2 separate regions of the Salmo salar genome follow, and region 1 is linked to region 2. A link is a contact called in public Hi-C data. All regions are on one chromosome and are shown on one strand. Each heading gives the region's core, a stretch centred on a gene start, on an enhancer-like site or on the middle of the called end of the contact. The rest is flanking DNA. Distances are from core to core; before and after follow the strand shown.

Region 1 (2,707 bases), core at 165-2,664, 48 kb after region 2:
TATATAAAAATAGCAGGGCCAATCACCAACACAGACCACAGACACGGAGAGACAGAGACAGAGATTGACACTCTGTCTAACAAGTGAACATTCCCTGCGCTGCCGTGGATACACATTTACACACAGACAGAGATGTAAACACACTCACACTCGAACAAACACACAGATTAAGGACAGGTGAACAAACACATGGAAAGTCACACACAAGATTCTACGATAATACAAAAACAAGTACTGTTGCACGTGTAAATAAAGAGATGCTGGTGAACAGACGAAACACATGAAACACACGCAATAATGACAGACATGCTTGTTCACTCTTATCAAACACAGTGGCCCTGATATGCTGGCGAATACACACACTCCACGATTAGGGAGTCCATTTATTATAAATATATTCTGAGAGAGAGAGAGATGTGGTGTCTGTCTGTCTGTCTGTCTGTCTGTCTGTCTGTCTGTCTGTCTGTCTGTCTGTCTGTCTGTCTGTCTGTCTGTCTGTCTGTCTGTCTGTCTGTCTGTCTGTCTGTCTGTCTGTCTGTCTGTCTGTGTGTGTCTGTCTGTGTGTGTGTAATGTGATGTGATAGTGCTCACCCTGTGCCACGCGCTCTTTCCACTGTTGCTGTGCGTCTGATCAGATCTGCCTCTCTCAACCTATTTGCCGCCTGTCACACTCGCACGTACAGTACCCAGCCCCTTATCCCCATACAAGAGTCCCTTCTTAATCTAAGCTATGACATACAGCTCTATTCATCCACATGCATTACAAGCCTTTACCCAAAGCTGACTAAAACATCACTCTTCTCTCTCTATCCATGGACACAGTGTACAGTATACCAACAACCCTAAACCACAGAGCTCAGCTGATTAAAACCTCCCCATCTCTTCTCTCTCTCTCTCAATTTACTCTCTCTTTCTCTCCTAACATGAGTGGATGGGATCCCCCTGTTCCCTTAAAAGTGTACACTCCTCTGGACCCCTTCCCTCCAGTCTACGACTGTCAACACTCACTTAGACTTTCCCCTTTACTCTCCCTTCAAAACAAACACATAACTATCCCTCGCTCTGTCTCACTGAAAAACACACTGAAAAACACACTGTCTCTCTACTTAGAAGTGCAGAAGCAGCACATGTCAACACTTAACCTCCTTTGGTTGCTAAAGTCTACACACACACACACACACACACACACACACACACACACACACACACACATACATACATACATACATACAGACACACACACACACACACACACACCCCTCCCCCCACCATCACCACAGACAGCGATTGAAAAGAGCCATAAAGTCACCTTAGAATCCTTCTGTTGTCCAGACGAGCCCCTTCCTTCCTTTCCTCCTCTCCGATAGTTCTACCTCTCCTCGCCTAGTCTGCAATGTCAGTTCCCTCCACTGAGCCTGAGCCCCTCCATTTCCGCCCCAGCTCTGCGTTTCTGGCACTGAGCAACACAGGCGACTGACTGCGTTCCTGTAGTCTCGCTCTCGCTCTCTCTCTCTCTCTCTCTCTCTCTCTCTCTCTCTCTCTCTCTCTCTCTCTCTCTCTCTCTCTCTCTCTCTCTCTCTCTCTCTCTCTCTCTCTCTCTCTCTCTCTCTCTCTCTCTCTCTCTCTCTCTCTCTCTCTCTCTCTCTCTCTCTCTCTCTCTCTCTCTCTCTCTCTCTCTCTCTCTCTCTCTCTCTCTCTCTCTCTCTCTCTCTCTCTCTCTCTCTCTGCCCTCAGCTCTCTCTCTCTCTCTCAGTAGGGTTGTGTGTTCCACAGCTCAGCCAGTCAGCCTGCCTGGCCCACCAACAGGAGTCCCAGTCTTCTCCAGGGTCCTAGTGCTAGTGGTGTTCTCTGAAAGAATGCCATTGTCTCTGAGCAGAGCCCTCCCTCCCTCAGAGCGTCAGCAGGTTACCAGGGCAACGAGGGCCTGCCTAGAGGGAGGTGATCAGTTCATGCTGTTCAGAGGCTCCAGTAGGCTAGACTGACTAGCTGACTGACTGGCTGACTGACTGGCTCACTGACTGGCTGACCGACTGAATGACTTTCTCAACACAGGAAACAATTAACTAAAGAAAGAAGCATTGATCCTTTGTCGTTTATACATTCTTAATTCAAGTGACTATATATATATATATATATATACAGTACCAGTCAAAAGTTTGGACACACCTACTCATTCAAGGGTTTTTCTGTATTTTTACTATTTTCTACATTGTAGAATAATAGTGAAGACATCAAAACTATGAAATAACACATATGGAATCACGTAGTAACCAAAAAAAGTCTTAAACAAATCAAAATATATTTAGATTTAAGATTCTTCAAAGTAGCCACCCTTGCCTTAATGGCAGCTTGCACGCTCCTGGCATTCTCTCAACCAGCGTCACGAGGTAGTCAATTGGAATGCAATTCAAATAATAGGTGTGCCTTGTTAAAAGTTAATTTGTGGAGTTTCTTTCCTTCTTAATCGGTTTGAGCCAATCAGTTGTGTTGTGACAAGGTAGGGGTAGTATACAGAAGATAGCCCTATTTGGTAAAAGACCAAATACATATTATGGCAAGAACAGCTCAAATAAGCAAAGAGAAACGACAGTCTATCAATACTTTAAGACATGGAGGTCAGTCAATCCAGGAAAAACCAAGCGTTATGATGAAACTGGCTCTCATGAGGACCGCCACAGGAAAGGAAGACCCAGAGTTACCTCTGCTG
Region 2 (2,711 bases), core at 116-2,615:
GCCTTGTTAATGTGAACATTTGAGGTCAATAACAGAGGCCAGTCTAAAGAGCCAATCACAGGCACTGGTCTCAATAACCTAATGATCAATTTACTTATGCGAAGGGTTCAACCGAGCTTTCAAGCATTTGCTTGCTTTTCTGAAACAGAGAATATGTTTCGTTTTTAGTTGCTCTGTGTGGGATGATTTGGGATGATGTGAATAACATGGATATTACATGCTTATTGCTACTGTTGGTTCGGTTTTATTTTTAAGATTAGGGATGAGGTGCAATGGATAGTGACCGTTTTCTTCACTAATATGAATGTAATGTTGTTGTTTTGTATTCTTTGTCTTGTCTTTTAACCATTAGATGTTTTACTTGTTTTTACTATCGAGGACCAAGTGCTTTAATTAATACTTTTTAAGCGCTGTCCTCTGGGAATACAATGTGGTAATGTTTTTACCCAATTCAATTCAATTGAATGTAATTATTTCATGGTCTCTTTCAAGGAGTTGAGTTCAGGTCAACTTTAATCATTGCAACTGGAAGACAATACACCACATAAACATTATTGAAGGTTTCAGAAAAATTGAAAAGAAAAAACAACATTTATACTTTTTTTTTGCCACGGTATTGGACAACGTGATATTTACATGAATGAAATCGATGAAATTGTTTGAAATCGTTCTTTGGCAATGTGATTGCACAACAAGGAAATAATCAAACATTCATTGGAAAACCAACCAAGCTGGGTGCACTCTGCATTACATCGATTCTTCTCATAGAGCAACATAATCATTTGCGTTTGACATCTCTATTCTATGGCTTTCTGACCCTTCTCAAATAGTCATTAACGTGGCAGTATTGTAACGTCTTGTCAGAGTAAACAAACACAAAAAAAGAAAAAAAAATTAATAGAAAACAAAATGGCGGACTGGCTGGCAGGCTGGCTTTGGGTGACTCCCGAATTGCACCATATTCTCTTTATAATGCACTACTTTTGAAAGAAAAGTGCACTATATAGGGAATGTGTTGCCATTTGGGATGCACACTTTGAGCATGGTTTAGTTTGGCAGGTTTTAGTTCAAATAAAATAAGCACATTTGTTTCTCATTCGAGGGCTTTTCAGGCAGTGATAGAGTTTCTTATTTTTCTTCCCTATGCATTAAATTACTCAGTCCTATTTCCCAGTATCGTTCTATTTGTCAAGCAGACCCTTATATGTTCATAACTTCACCTTCCTTCCCTGTATGTCACTGGAAGTGTCCGAAATGGCATCCTATTCCCTATATAGTGCACAACTTTTGAACAGAGCCCTATTAGCTCTGGTCAAAAGTAGTGCCATTTGGGACACAGTCACCATGTGAGTCACTGGAGGAGATGGTGGTTACTTAAGCAACACATTCTCCTTGACTTGCCACGGCAGACTCTACTATTAGTCACCAGTTCACTGACTTCCTACTGCAAATAACACAGAGGGCTTGACCTGTAACACAATAACACTTTTCTAGTGTCAAGAGAGGAAGTGGAGATGGCAGTGAGGTATACAGGGAGTGAGTCTATTTCATGTCAACATTGATAGAAGAAACACATTGAATTGAATAGAATAGTCAGTGTTCCGTATCAAAGTTGATAGAATACTATGACAATGGAACTCTGCTGTCATTTGCTTGTCTAACTCCCAGTCTAGCTGTCAGTCACTCTCAGTCTTTCCCATAAACCCAAAACAAAGTCTGTCTCTCTCTGACTCTGCCTTTCCCTACTGTCTGCACATAACCTCTTTCTAACCCATAATTACCTCTGCTGTTTGTACAGAAACGTGTTCATCATGTACAGTAACTCCACTCTATATACATAAATCCTCAGTCAGTTCATGGTATGGTAACTTTCAACAAAAGGTTTGGCTGTACCAGTTGGAGCCAGTTGAACGGTGGAACATTCTGACAAATTCTAAATTCCATGTCAAACAGGTACATATACTCCGTCCATTTACAGGGAAGTGTCTGCCAGGGAGGAGAAAACTAGGACCCAATGGTAACACATTTACAGAACAAAACGAGAGAAAACACTTTCAGAAATAAAGAAATATGTTCTGTTCAATATGAAAACATGTCAGTTAAAGACATCGGAATACAATTAAGTCTGGAGGGCAGGCACAATGTTAAAGGGTGTATGGTTGTTGGACACACACACTCACACACTATTGATATATTCTGAATAACACTAGAACACTGACACATTTATTGTTTAAGAGGCAGAAGAAGACTGAAGGCCATACTAGAGGCTTTTCAGTTGATCCATCTAGCCTTAGAGCTAACAGACTGGGTTCAAATACTATTTGAAACCTTTCAAATAATTTTACAGTTCGCTTTAGCCTGGCTGGGGTGCCAGGTGGGCGGGGTTTGCACTTTTGGGACTTTACTATTGGTTGCATTGCAACAGGCAAGCTCAATTAAGCACATATTAAATTATTTGAAATAATTTCAAATAGTTTTTGAACCCAGGTCTGTTATACTTAAAGCCCAGAGTAGCAGGGCCTCATAATTGCAGAGTGATTTCCCCATAAAATGTCTCCCTGAAGAAGATATATCATTAAAAGCCCGCTCATCTGAAGAAATACAATATCAATAAACATTTTTTAAATCAAAATTAAATTAAATAAAATTGAGTGTATAAGAATTGGCGGCAAAACCTTTGTTTTCTCTTCTAGGATCTAAGTTTATATGAA

What was found. A called contact is a pair of places that touch in the nucleus more often than the background predicts.
Region 1: a Hi-C map of blood shows a contact between it and region 2, with 6 times the contacts expected there. The contact joins the promoter of LOC100194732 here to the enhancer-like site in region 2. A contact is called at or near these places in 3 of 3 Hi-C or Micro-C datasets (blood, gill and muscle).

Annotation. Positions count from the first base shown.
Region 1 is chrssa15:47,761,787-47,764,493 of Ssal_v3.1, forward strand. LOC100194732 (checkpoint suppressor 1-like) reads right to left here and starts at 1,415. Exons shown (of 4, transcript NM_001139762.1): 1 at 1,310-1,415.
Region 2 is chrssa15:47,713,851-47,716,561 of Ssal_v3.1, forward strand. No RefSeq gene overlaps it. Among protein-coding and RNA genes, the nearest start is that of LOC106571676, 14 kb to the left of the region's middle. Within about 2 kb of position 1,366, at least 2 of the 13 cell types and tissues checked have an H3K27ac peak or open chromatin away from gene starts, as enhancers often do.